Regions from separate parts of the Capra hircus genome. Here region 1 is linked to region 2. A link is a contact called in public Hi-C data. All regions are on one chromosome and are shown on one strand. Each heading gives the region's core, a stretch centred on a gene start, on an enhancer-like site or on the middle of the called end of the contact. The rest is flanking DNA. Distances are from core to core; before and after follow the strand shown.

The links. Hi-C and Micro-C count contacts between places; a contact is called where the count stands out from the background.
Region 1: a Hi-C map of blood shows a contact between it and region 2, with 2.6 times the contacts expected there. The contact joins the enhancer-like site here to the promoter of STARD10 in region 2.

The regions. Positions count from the first base shown.
Region 1 is chr15:30,744,899-30,751,686 of ARS1.2, forward strand. All of the region lies in intron 3 of ARAP1 (arf-GAP with Rho-GAP domain, ANK repeat and PH domain-containing protein 1), which reads left to right. Among named protein-coding and RNA genes, the nearest start is that of ARAP1, 32 kb to the left of the region's middle. Within about 2 kb of position 1,918, at least 2 of the 5 cell types and tissues checked have an H3K27ac peak or open chromatin away from gene starts, as enhancers often do.
Region 2 is chr15:30,688,673-30,696,090 of ARS1.2, forward strand. STARD10 (PCTP-like protein) reads left to right here and starts at 2,824. Exons shown (of 7, transcript XM_018059390.1): 1 at 2,824-2,848; 2 at 3,490-3,800. The coding sequence starts at 3,594. LOC108637666 (a long non-coding RNA gene) reads right to left here and starts at 3,496. Exons shown (of 3, transcript XR_001919221.1): 1 at 3,419-3,496.

The sequences.
Region 1 (6,788 bases), core at 668-3,167, 55 kb after region 2:
ACCTCCAGTATTCAGTATGTGAGTGGGGTGATGGTCATTCATTCACTCAAAATGCAGTCACCAAAGCCCCCTCTGTGTTGGGTGATGCTGTGGCATGGAGAGGGCTTGGCCTGAGAGGATTCACAGCTTATGCAAAAGCTGAGAGGCGTCCAGCAGACATCATGTCTAAGGAGTGATACCCTGGGAAGGGCTTTCTCCACTGTGGCTTGGGCAGAAGTAAATAGAACAGAACCCGGAAAGTGCTAGAGGAGCTGAGCTTTGGGCCTCATGATGGAGAAGGAAGGATAAGGGCAGCCATGGAGGAAGAAGGAAGCATAGGGCTGAGGCATGGGCCCCAAGGAGGACAAGGAAGTGGGGAGTTGGGAAAGGCTGCCCTCGTGGGTAGAGGAGGTCAGGAGAGGAGGCCAATGTGTCCAAATCATGGTCTGACCCCACCTCTTGGCCCTGCTGGTGCAAGTCCAGGGGCTGGTTTGGGCTGGGTCCCTCCAAGGCCTGTGTGACCCTTTAGGGAGAAGATCCTGACTCAGGACGGAGTGTAGACCCGGGTCCTTGGTCCTCTGAGGTCAGTACAGTGAAGCAGACAATGAAAGATACAACTATACTGAGTGCTCAGAAGCCTGAAGGCTAGAGAAGCGTCAAAGAGACCCCAACCCAGCCAGGGGTACTAAGGGAGGCACAAAGTGGAGAAGAAGGATGTATGACTTGCACCTTTGGAAGGAAAAGTAGCAGGTGGCCGGGCAGGGAGCTGTGTTCCTGGTGGAAGGAACAGTATGGACAAAAGCCTGCAAGTCCGCATTTATGGAAAGCAGCTCAGCTCAGGATGGCTGGAGTGTGAGTGGGGGATGAGTTCCAGGCCAGCCTGAGATATTCAGACTGCCCCGTCCTGTATCCCGGCCCCTCTGCCTCTGGGGTGACTGAGATCCAGGGGCCACCCTGGAGGAGGGGCCATGAAGCAGGTTCCTGGTTCAGCCTGTGCAGCCTGGGCCTCCTGCAGAGTGGCCCTGTGGCCTCACCCAGCCACAGCCAGGGTGAGAAAATTGTGTTGACAACTTGTGACCGTGGCTCTCTACTGGTTGTCAGCGAGCCGGGAAGCAGATCAGAGGGGAACTTGAGGCTTGGAGGTGAAGTGATATGCTTTGGAAGGACACAGACCGATCAGTGGTTCAGCTGGATTGGAGGTCCAGGGCTGCCTGGCTGCCAAGCTGCGTCTCTTACCTACAGTGACGACATGTCTCATTTCGCCCAGGATAAGCCCACTTGCACCTGTGACCTGACATAGTTGTTAATAGTGCCTCTTTTGGGACTTTCTGGTGGTCCAGTGGGTGAGATTCTACACTTGTTCACAATGCAGGGGGCATGGGTTTGATCCCTGGTCAGGGAACTAAGATCCCACATGCTGCGAAAAAAAAAAAAGTGCCTCTTTTAACTCTTGGAAATGTTATCGTTTATATGATTAATTACATGGTCACCCTACTCCTCTGTTCTTACCCATTCTGGCTTGGGACCCTCACATGTCCCCTAATCTATAGATATGTAAGGTTGGCTGTATGTATTTGCTGTAACCCAGTAAAACAAACCTCCTTAGGCTAAGGGCCCAGGCTGGGGTGCCCCCTGCCCTAGAGTGCCTAGCCTTGCTTTGGGCATAAGGTGGAGAGCAGATGGGTCCATATGCCACTTAGATAGAGAAGAAAGGGGCTGAAGGAGCAGAGGGGTCAGGAATGAGGGGCAGGCGGAGAGCAGCTTTGCATGGGCGTCGCGGAGGCTGCCCAGAGGAGGACTATTGAGCCGTGTTCAAAGGCACAGACAGGCTTTCCACAAGCTGAGATGTAGGGAGAGGGCCAGGAGGTGTAGGCAGGAAGAAGTGGTGTGAGCAGGGCTGCTGAGTCCATGCCCAGGCCTGGGACTGATCTTCCGGTCTTGTAGGGCCAGGGGTCAGTGGGAGCACCCCAGCTGGGCTTCAGCTACAGATTGGAGCTGGGGCTGCTCTAAGGGGTGCAGGCACCAAGTGGTCAGGACTCTGGCTAGTTTTCGGGCACTCTGTGGGCACTGCCCCGTCCCCCAGAATTTCCCACATCTGTGCCTTCCTGATACCACTTCTCCTTTCCTGGGCTTGGCCCTGACTCAGCATGGCCCTGGTCCCCCGTGGTAGGCGGGGAGAGGGATCAGCTAGGAGGCTTCCTGGAAGAGACGTCTAGAATGAGATTGGGAGGCCCGTGGGGTCCCCTTGCTCCGCTTTCTTGGCATATAACCCTTTTCCTGCAAAGACTTTGCTGGGAAAGGAGCCCTTAGCATCTGTTCCTGTCTCCCTTATCACTATGGTAACAGGGCCATCAGAAATGTGATCACATTTCCTTTTGGATGGAACATCAACTCAGAGCTGTCTGGATCCTGAGTTGTAGCCAGTGTGAGGAGGCGGATCTCAGAGAAGCCCTGGGATCCCGGCTATGGCCTCATTTGCCCCTGATGGTTGAGTTTGCAGCTGTGGTGCTGTACTTCCTGGGTGAACATCCTAGTTGTGGGACCAAGAACAAATTACTTCCTGTCTCCATGTCTCAATTCCTCATCTGTAAAGTGGGGATAGCAAGAAGCCCTGCCTTAGGGAACCCTTGTGATGAGTAAATGAGTGAATCCACTTAAAGCTCCTGGGAAAGTATGCATACACACACACATACTTAATAAAAATTAAGTAATCCAGGTCTTCATTTATTAATCCCTGCTGAGTGCTGGGCATACAGTAGTGAAGAAGGAGGATATGGCAATTGTCTTAGGGAACCCACGTGCTGGGGAGCCAGGCCTCAGGAAGGGCAGGTCCCTCACAGATGATCAGGACGGTGGTGGGGGAGGACTGGGGGCCAGAGATGAGAGGACTGATGCTGCCTGGGTTCTGAGGATGCTCTGTTGCCATCAGCTTTGCCTCAGTGCTGGCTCTGAGTCCTGGGGGAGGCAGGGAGCCAGGCCGACACAGCCCTGCTTGGCATTGGAAGGGCAGAGGCTGTCCCCCCTGCTCTGAGCACGTCTGATTGGTCCTGATCCAACATCCTAGAGCTCTCCTCTCAGCTGATCACAGGCTGGGCCTCCAAGGGCCCCTTCCTATTGGAGTCTGGGAGACTATGTGTGATAGTTTGCTTTGGACTTTAGACTTGACCAGCTGGGAGCTGACACCACAGGTCATGCCCTCGGGCCTGCCTTTTATTTGCTTCCCTCTTGACCCTATTGGCTAACCTGTCCACCTACCTATCCACCCACCCACCCAGCCAACATGCTCTTGTTGCTATCTCAGCCAGGCCCTGTACTAGGTGGGCTGTGGGGATAAAGAGTCAAGATCAAGGCTGCCCTTGCCCTAAAGAGATTCAGGGTCATGTTGGGGAGACAGCCTAGTACAGTGCTCATTGTAGGGGGAGTCTTCGCAGGTCCAGCTAAACTCCCACCCTAGGCCCACTTGGCATCAGATTCTCTGAGAAGCATAGAGAGAGGGAAGAGCTGGCCACCAGGACAGCGGTGGGTCTTCCTCTGCTGGAGGGTGCTCCTGGCAGTCACTGCCGCCGTCCACATAGCTGTCTGGGGGCCATTCTCTGTGGTCCTCCAGGGGGCAGCTTGGGGGTGGGGGACAAGACTCACAGTGGACAAGTGTGGGAGCCACCCTGGCTTGGAGACCTCTTGCTCCAAGGAGCCAATATGTCTTCTAACAACCTAGCAGGTGTGGCTTCAGGTCCTTTGCACAGGCTGTGCCCAGTAACAAGCTTCCACACTCTGGGAAGCCCAGAGCTCCAGCTTCTCCCCCAGGTCAAGAGATCACTTACAATTTCTCCCAGTCCAGGTGCAGTTCCACACTCAAGCCACTAAAGGTAGTGTTGCCTGGGAGCGTGGCTGACATACCACCTTCATCAGGTTTCTAGGGAGAAAGAATTTTGTCCATTCTTTACCTATGGAGAAAAAGAAGATAGAGTTCAGGGTGATCTAGAAGTAGCCACTACGTGTCCTAAGAAGCATCCAGACTGTGGCATCAGGGTTCAGGTCTGGCTTAGATGCTAGCACAGTACCTGGCACAAAGGAAGGCGTTACTAAAAATCGGGTTACTTGGAATAATTCACCTAAAAGCTCATCACAGAGGATAACATGGGCAGGGCCTAGGGGAGCAGGAAGGAGGGGTCAGGAAAGACTTTGAGAGAAGGGGCATTGAGTGAGAAGTTAAAGGATGAGTAGATCTCAGTGCAAAGAAATAGAGGAAACAATAGAATGGAAAAGACTAGAGATCTCTTCAAGAAAATTAGAGATACCAAGGGAACATTGCATGCAAAGATGGGCACAATAAAGGACAGAAATGATATGGACCTAACAGAAGAAGAAGATATTAAGAAGAGGTGGCAAGAATACACAGAAGAACTATACAAAAAAGGTCTTCATGACCCAGATAATCACGATGGTATGATCACTTACCTGGAGCCAGACATCCTGGAATGCAAAGTCAAATGGGCCTTAGGAAGCATCACTACGAACAAAGCTAGTGGAGGTGATGGGATTCCAGTTGAGCTACTTCAAATCTTAAAAGATGATGCTGTGAAACTGCTGCACTCAATATGCCAGCAAATTTGGAAGAGTTAGCAATGGCCACAGAACTAGAAAAGGTCAGCTTTCATTCCAATCCCAAAGACAGTCAATGCCAAAGAATGCTCAAACTACCGCACAATTGCACTTATCTCACTTGTTAGTAAAGTAGTGCTCAAAATTCTCCAGGGCAGACTTCAACAGTACGTGAACCATGAACTTCCAAGCTGGATTTGGAAAAGACAGAGAAACCAGAGATCAAATTGCCAACGTCTGTTGGATCATTGAAAAAGCAAGAGAGGTCCAGAAAAATATCTATTTCTGCTTTGTTGACTATGCCAAAGCCTTTGATGGTGTGAATCACAACAAACTGTGGAAAATTCTTCAAGAGATGGGAAAACCAGACTACCTGACCTGCCTCCTGAGAAATCTGTATGCAGGTCAGGAAGCAACAGTTAGAACTAGACATGGAACAACAGACTGGTTCCAAATTGGGAAAGGAGTACATCAAGCTGTATATTGTCACCCTGCTTATTTAACTTATATGTAGAGTACATCATGAGAAACACTGGGCTGGATGAAGCACAAGCTGGAATCAAGATTGCCGAGAGAAATATCAATAACCTTGTGCAGATGACACCACCCTTATAGCAGAAAGTGAGGAAGAACTGAAAAGCCTCTTTATGAAAGTGAAAGAGGAGAGTGGAAAAGTTGGCTTAAAACTCAACGTTCAGGAAATGCAGATCATGGCATCTGGTCCCATCACTTCATGGCAAATAGATGGGGAAACAGTGACAGACTTTTTTGGGGGGGGGGCTCCAAAATCACTACTGATGGTGACTGCAGCCATGAAATTAAAAAGACACTCCTTGGAAGAAAAGTTATGACCAACCTAGACAGCATGTTAAAAAGCAGAGACATTACTTTGCCAACAAAGGTCCATCTAGTCAAAGCTGTGGTTTTTCCAGTAGTCATGTATGGATGTGAGAGTTGGACTATAAAGAAAGCTGAGCGCCAAAGAATTGATGCTTTTGAACTGTGGTGTTGAATAAGACTCTTGAGAGCCCCTTGGACTGCTGCTTGGACTGAAAGATCAAACCAGTCCATCCTAAAGGAAATTAGTCCTGAATATTCATTGAAAGGACTGATGCTAAAGCTGAAACTCCAGTACTTTGGACACCTGATGTGAAGAACTGACTCATTTGAAAAGACCCTGATGCTGAGAAAGATTGAAGGCCGGAGGAGAAGGGGACGACAGAGGATGAGATGGTTGGATGGCATCACCGACTCAATGGACATGAGTTTGAGTAAACTCTGGGAGTTGGTGATGGATAGGGAGGCCTGGCATGCTGCAGTCCATGGAGTCTCAAAAAGTTGGACATAACTGAGCAACTGAACTGAACTGAGATCTCTGATCAGAAACCAGGGAGCAAGGTATTCCTGGAGGAAGCAAGAGCAGGAGCCAAGGCCTGGCATCGTGTTCATGCCGAGCCCTTCCTTGCTTTCTTGGTGGTCACACACTCTTAGCCACTGCCAGGGACACTGGGCAGTAAAGAGGCTGAGGTCAGCGGTGGGGAAAGTGGCCCACCGCTCGGGTGCTCCTTCTCAGTCCCTGCTGGACCCTGGCAGAGATGGCAGTTGGTGCCAGGCTTCCAGGGCTCAGGCACCTGATCCGGCTGGTGGTCTCTGCCTCCTGTGTGTTGGCCTGTGATACGCCACGTCTTGTTTAATCCTCCAGCCACCCTGCCACAATGGATTGGTAGTTCTCAGTTCACCAAAGAAGAAACTGAGGCTCAGAAAGGCTAGGTGCTTGCCTCAGGGCACACAGGAACTGAAACCAAGGCAAGGCTCAAACCCATGTCTCTGATGCTGAAGCCCTTTGGAGACCCTCAGCCTGCAGGGAGCAGTGTGATCTGTGCTGAGACAGACAGACAGACAGGAGTCTAGTGGCTCTGGGAGCCCAGGCCTTGGAGTCTGGAGGGCTTCCTGGGGCAGGGGTAGCAGAGATGAAAAGCAGGGAGTGTGGTGGGTTCAGATGATTTGAGAGGTCTGAGGGCACTGAGAGGATGGTGAATATCCAAGACAATAAAGAAGGTGGTTATGAGCCAGAGATCCATGACTTGTTGCCTCAGGACTTGGTTTCTGAGGCTCTGGTCTGTGCCCTTGGCCTCGATGCCCATTTCAGTCTTGTCTCGTCCATTCTCAGACAAATGCCTTCTTCTTAAAAGCTCAGGTCCAACCTT
Region 2 (7,418 bases), core at 1,574-4,073:
GGAGCGCGTGTAAAACCCGCACTTGCTCAGTGCCCTGGGTCACGATTCCTTGCATTCTTGTGATGCCTCTCAGCCTGCTAAGCACTGTCTCTTTCTCATACACACTCCTGCCTTCCACCCCAACTCTGAGTCCTGCTTGGTGTTGTCCCCATCCTGGGGCTGGGGTCCGGAAGGGCACCTCCACCCAGTCCACTTTCTGTTGAGCCCTGTGACTGGGACAGGGGCTGCAAGGGACACACAGGGTCGCGCTTCACCAACCTTTTCCACTGTTTACTCGTTCATGAGAACCTTAACAACCATCCTACCAAGGTATTTCCTTAACACTTTTTGTAGGAAATATGCCATGTTTGAACAGTGTATTTATTCCTCCCTACCTTTCCCCTTCCAGTTTATATTTTTAGTTATTTGGGCATGAAACTGACATGTATACAACTCTTTTCCTTGCAGTAATTCTCAGAGAGTAGGTATTATTATTCTAGATGAAGAAATTGAAACTCAGACAGGACATGTCACCTGCTCTTGGTCACACATTTAGGAAATGGTATCAACAGAATTTGAACCCAGGTCCACTTTGCACTTCCAGGCTGTGGGAAGCAGGGATCACCAAATCCTAGGACTCCTCTCCAGGCTCCTCCCCCAGGTCACACATCCCAGCCCTCCCAGCCTTCTCTCTGCTGCTCAGGGGTGTTTGAGACAGGATATGAATCTGCTTTGATCCAGGCATGTTTGGGCGGTTGTTATGAACCCTTGAGCCAGAGATACCTAAATTCCTGGGGGACTAGGAGGGCCTGCAAGGGCAAATTGTTGATGAATGAGGATTTATGCTCCAGCCAGCCTGGCAACCTCCAGGCAGGGTTGAGCCCAGAGCATGGCCACCTGAGCCCAGGGGTACCAGGTCACCCACCTTTTTTGACCCAAGACCCAGAAGATTCATTCTTGGTTAATCTCTATTTGGATTTGAGTGCTGGTTTGATTTCTGCCATCACTACTTCCCTGAATTTGTGTGTCTCAGACTGGCAGTGCTCTCAGGGGTGGAGGAGTCCTGGGAGCCTGTCCTCGCTGCTATCTCCTGCTGTCACTTCAGCCTTATCTCTTCCTCCCAGTACTAGGCGATGGGGATGAGAGGTGTACAGTCCTGGTGCCTGCTGTCAGCTGACGTGTGTCACTGGGGCCCTAAAAAGGCAGAAGCCACCAGGCCAGTGCTTCTCTCCCTTTTCCTCATGGCAGATCCCAGAGGCTACAGTTCACAAAGCAGGCTCTGTATACCCCTCTTTTGAGTCTCTCATCAGCCTGGGTATGAGGCTGTCAGATAAAACGACTGAAGCCGGGGGAGGGGCAGTGAACTGCCTACGGCTGGGGTGAAGGCAGAGGATGTATATAGCAGAGAGCCAGAGCCCTGGCCTCCTGAACCCAAAGCCCACCCTCACGCACCCCACCCCCAGGCCACCCACTACCACACGCTTAAAGAATGTGGGTTAGAAGGGCCAAGGATGATTATCTGACTGTGCTGCTCACACTGGAGATCCAAGATCACGTGGGGACCTGCAACTCATTTTACAAGACTTACTTTGCAGAATGCCCCTTGGGGTGACTTGCCATCACACTTGCCTCCTCACCCCCTCGACTTTTAAAATTGGGCCTGATTCACGAACGTCTCAGAGCCCTAAGCACTTGAGTAAGAAACACCTCTATTTGTGAATCCACCATGACAACTCCTCATCTTTCTCTAGCACCTTTAAGAAAAGCTATTCCATCCTGGAACTCAAGGATGGTGAGGCTAGGAGGTTATACATTCTGATGCTCACATTCTACAGATAGGAAACTCAGGCCCAGAGAGTTGGGGCAGCCAGAGCCAAGGAAGGAACCCTGGGGTGGGAGGAGGCTGAGATCTGGGATCTTGGCAGGATGGCCATGTACTCACTGATGACACTGGGCAAGTGATGGGGCACTTGTGCCCTATTAGCTGCCCATCCAAGGGAGCTCACCATGAGCCCTCCCTAGTCACTAGGGTAGTGAATGCTCAGCCTTGAGCCTGTTGCCACACTCACATTGGCCTGGCCTCAGAAAAATTGAGCTATTGGCCTCAGTTAACACAGAGCAGCTGGAGACAGAGCTAGCACTAGGACCCAGGGGGCAGGTAGCAGTCTCTCTGGCTGGAAGGGGTGGCTGGAGTGCTGGTGGACATATCTCCCCTGTGGCTGTGGAGCTCTGGCCAGCTCTGCCTGGGGAGGGCCAGGGAGCCCCAGAGCTCTGGAGCCAGATGCTCTGGAAAGCCTAGTCTAATCCATGGGAGGTGTGTGAATACGTACAGGGGTGCTCAGGAGGACTGGGGGTGGACAAGGACCAGAGTCCGGGACTGGAGGAGGATTCAAGCTCCCAGCTGGGAGTGCGATGGGAGTGGAGATTTTGTCCAAGTCTACCCACCTTGTGAACCTTGAGGCCAGGGGTTGGTAGGGGAGGCAAGCTGTGGGCTCTTGATTGTGGTGGGAGTGTGCCCATCTTTGGCTCTGAGGGGTGTGGTGTGGGGATGTCTCTGGGTGGTTCTAGGGACAGCTGCTTGTGTATCTTAAGTAGGCTGTTGCAGAGGTGTGTACCTGTGAGTGTGGGAAGGTGTTGGAGATAAAGGGTTCACAATTAACTTCCAGAATCCCTCTTCTAGCACCTCCTCGCTCTTCCTCTCAGAGCCCTATCTATCTTGGACCCTCCTCAACCCCTGCCTGAGGACTGGTCCGGCCAGGTCCTCTTCGGGGGCGATGGGGGCGGGCGCTAGGACCCGGCTGGGCGGGGCGGGGCGGGGCTCCAAGCCCCGTCAGCTGTACCTCCGCAGCCTGGAAAATACCAAGCGCAGGCGAGCGGAGCCCCCGAAGCCCCCAGCCTAGCCCCTGGGGAGGGAGGAAGGTGGGGTGGGGGGCGGGTGGTGCGCGCGGGGCCGGGGGAAGCGGGGCGGGGCCGGGCGGCGGGACCCGCTGCTCCTCCCCCCAGAACCCCCGCGCGGCCCCGGTCGCCCGGGCAGCGGCGGCGGCGGTGGCGGCAGAGGCGCTCGCACCCCCGGCCCCGGCCGGCCCCCGGCGAGTAGCGGGCACAGGTGAGCCTGCCGGCCCCGCGGGCGCCCCCCCCCGCCCCCCCCCCCCCCCGCCACCGGCCCAGCGCGCTTCCCGCGCCGGCGCCGCTGGCGAGTTAGTTGAGCCAGTCCGGCCGGCGCTGCGCGGACCCCACCGGACCGTCCGTCACCTCGGGTCCCGGCCTCCCCTGGGTCCCGACGGGCTTCCCCCGCACCCCGATACGCAGCCCCCAGTACGGCTCCCACCCCCGGCGGTCTGAGGTCGCGCTTTTGCGGAGAGAGAGAGGGGCGTACTGCCCAGTGGCGGCGGTACGCTCTGGCCAGGGGGCCAGCCTCTGCCTCTCTCGAACTCGCTACCTGCCAGGACCCCGGACAGCCGCACGCGCGCCGGCAGCGTTCTGACTCCTGTTTCCAAACCGGTCTTGCAGGTCCCTGGAAGGTGGCGTCAGCATCTGCAGCCGCGTCGACGTTGTCGGAGCCTCCGCGGAGGACCCAGGAGAGCCGGACCAGGACCAGGGCCCTGGGCCTCCCCATGGAGCAGTCAGCTGCCTCCCCAGAGCCCCCGGGGCCTCGGCCAGTCCTGGGCCGCGACAGCGTCCAGGTGCCCGACGACCAGGACTTCCGCAGCTTCCGGTCAGAGTGTGAGGCCGAGGCGGGCTGGAACCTGACCTACAGCAAAGCTGGTGTGTCTGTGTGGGTGCAGGCTGTGGAGATGGATCGTACCCTGCACAAGATCAAGGTAGGGTGGCCCCGCAGCAGGTGCAGCCGACACTGCGCCCTGACTCCCTCTGACTGGGAGTCTCCCTGTCCTCCAGCAGGGGTACAGACACCTGGCTGTGCACCTCAGAGTCTCCTGCGAGGACCCAGGAGGCACAGTTTGCTGGGAGACAGGGGGTGTGACTCACTCAGCCCCTGCCTGCTCAGGAAGGTGGACCACTGCCAAGCCCACCTAGGAGAGTGGCCTTCCTCAAGGAGCCCTCTGCCCTTGAAGCCTTTATCAGGTCCTGACTTGAGTCATCTCAGGTGGGAGACTGAGCCTTTCAGTCCCGAATTCCTGATTCTCTCAGCCTGAGCTGGGTCTCATTCCGCACTCTCTGCGCTTCTTCCTGCCAGATGCTCTGCTCTTCCCTCTTCCCTCCTGGCTGTCCCCTGAGTCTCTCCTGCAGGGACTCAGGATCCTGGGTGGCAGATCCTGAAAGCGGGGCTTAGATGTCCCTGCCTCACACAGGGCCAGGCTGGGCCGGCAGGCTGGGAAAGGAGGGACCAGGGTGTAGGCCAGCAGAGGCAGGGAATATGCAGGCATAGTTGGCCTCTCTCACAGCCATGCACTCCACTCCTCACAACCCCATGATTTTCTTCTGTTTGTCAAAAGAGGGCCGGCTTGGGGTTTGGGACCCTGTGAGTCCACCTCCCCTGGGGACTAGATGGGGAATAGGCTAGTAAAGACTCTGATGAGAGGCCTCAGTGACTGCCTCCAACACAACACATCTGGCATTGCTGTGAGTGCCACTTTTCAAGGTGGCAGATCTCCCTTCCGCGGCTCCTGGCAGTAGACTGTGCCCTCCCCTCTCTCTTGCCTCAGCCTTCCCACTCTCTCAAACACGTGGAGAAGTGTATTCCTGTGGTGGAAGCCGGCAGAGGTGGGAGCAGGGCAGTGGACTTGGAGAGCGCGCCCGCCCTCCCCCACTCCAGCCCCTCCTGCCTGGGACCTGCCCTTGGATTCGGATTTAGCTCTGGCATCAGGGCCTCATAATAGGGCCAGAGATGTCTGACCTTCCCTGCTGACCTGTGCCTTTCTGTCTCACTTTGTCTTAGTCATTTAGAGCTTCGTCTATCTGTCCTCATGTAGGCACCTGGCTCACCCGTTCTGCCTTCCCTGCTCCCTTCTTGACTCTCTGTCTGCACCCTGGCTATCTGACTGTCTTTTTCTTTCCCAGTTCCCATGTCTGTCTCCTTTTTTCCCTTTCTGGAACTCTCTACCCGGGCCTGAGGACTCTGGGCCGGGGGCTTCCCCAGAGCTGGACCTGTGCCTAAGCCTGAGGAGTGGGGAAGGGCAGGGCCACTGGCATGTTCCAGCTTAGTGCTCTCCAGGGACAGGGACACGTCCTATCCTTTGCATCCTCAGCCTCCAACACAGGCCCAGCAGGGATGTTGGTTGAATGAAGGATGGAAGGAACGAACGAATGAAGGAACACATTGAATATAAAGTGAGCAAAGTTGTTGTGAGAAAAAGGTTGTTTTCCTGCCTGTAACCTGGGAAAGGCTCAGGCTGGCCTGTGCCAAGGGGTAGGGAAGCATAATCTCCCCATCAAGCTGGCTCTCCAGAAGGAAGGGTAGGGGAAAGTCTGAACTGAGCCGGGGACTCCCACCCTCTGTGTCAACAGAGTGGAGCTGCCTCCTCCATCTGGCTTGGTTAATGAATAAACCCAGCCCAGTCCAGGACTGGAATTGGTGAGTCTGGGAGCCAGACCTCCACAATAGACCCCTTGTGGCCATATCAGATTTGTCAGGTGTTCTTCCTTGAGAGTAGAGGGGACTGGGAAAACTGGGGTATTGTGGGCTTGTAGTTAGGGCGTACACCTGGCCTTCCTTCCCTCTCAGACTGAGCAGCAGAGGTTGGAGGTGCCTTTGCAATCCCCTTTTCAAATTCACTCCTTACTGGAGTGCAAGTCCAGAGAGGAGCAGGGGCTAGCCCAGGCTCACACAGCCAAGCCCCAGCCAAGCCAGGCTTGGAACCCAGATCTCTAGCCTCCCAGCCTAGTGGTCTCTTTTGTGCTCCCCACAGTGAAGGGGGCTGGGGCCATGAGGTGAGCAGAGCTGGGGCCTAAGGAGGGTGCTGAGCCTTGGCTCAGGGAAGGGAGGTGATCCTGAGATCTCAGATCCCCTCAGCATAGCCACGTGGAGCTCTGGGGGACAGGCAGAGGTCTCCGAGCTCCCCCATCCCCAAGACTCCAGGAATCCCGTTTCTGATAAGAACCCCTGCTCTGAGTCGAGCATTTGTCTCCATTGCCTGATTGACCTTCAGACCAGTCTGGGGCAGTAGTAGGCTTATCTCCAAGCTACAAAGAAACTGAGGCTGAGAGAGGTGAGGTCACTTGCCTGAGGTCACACAGTAGCTGAGGCAGGAGTGGAACCCAGGTCAGCCTGGCTCCAGAGCCCCTGCCTCTCTCCACTTGGGCTCACATCTTGTCAACATTTTGGCATTTGACCCCATCAGTAACTCTGAAGGACACGGTGTTCTCATCATCCCATTCCTGTTGATAAATGAAAAAGCTGAGTCCCAGAAAGGGGAGTGGCTTGCCAAGGTCACACAGCAGGTCTGAAGCCAGAGTTCCCAGCGTCACTCCAGGAGACTGGGACTCAACCACAGGTATTTGTTGAGCTCCCTGCTCCCCACAGCCGGTTCTTGGTCTGCCCCCTGAGCTGGGAAAGCCAGCTGCCCGTTGGACATGCCCTGTGCACGTGAATCTAGGGTGGGGGAGGAGCCACCTAGCTGCCTACCTGATTGATTTCCTCTACCTCACCCCCCTTCCCCCAGACTTATCTTCTCCCTACCCCTGTGTCCAGAGGTTCCTGGAAGTCACTGTGGCTCTGGCCCAGCATTTGGAGCCAGAAAAAAGGGACAGAGCTGCTGGAGGCCACCTCTGCCCTTTCCCTCCCTGTGGTCTGGCCTGGTCCCAGGCTTGCATAGTGCTCTGGGCACCAAAGAGGAGGCAGATACCGCCTCCTGTGAGGTCAGGCCTTGTCCCAAAGGCTGATGCTGAACATGGATCCTGGGCCCAAGGGCAGAGGGCTGCTGGGCACCTGAATGCAGGTCTATCAGTGCCCAGGCCAGGCTTCCTCAGAGCTGCTGTAGAGGAGAGAATTGGGAAACCAGGGGGCTGTCATTTATTCAAGCAAGGCCAGCTGGAGAAGAGGCTGAGGTCCAGTCCTGGTTATAGTATTTTTTTGCTCTGTGTGTAACTGTGGGCACATCCCTGCCCTCTCTGGGCTGTTTCTCCATCTGTGCCATGGGGCTCTCCTGGCTCCAAGAGCCTCTAGACTCGTACCTGTGCTGGGTCCCATGGAGAGGGATGGGGCACAGGGGACAGAAAGCTGGAGATGGCATGGCATGGCTGGCCCAGTCCTGCCCTGATGCTCACGTGCTCAGGTTCTCTGATCCTGCTGTGCACCTAGCTACCTGAGAGGCAGAGGGTGGCCAGACCTCCAGAGGGTGGAGAGAGACTGATAATTCCAGATGGCTCCCTGCCCACTGCTTGAGGCAGATATTCACAGGCAAATGACTGAGGCAGGAGGGGTTCCCAGTGAGTAGGGGCCTTGAGGGCCTTGGCTGGAGCAGGGGTGTGAGGTCTCCTGG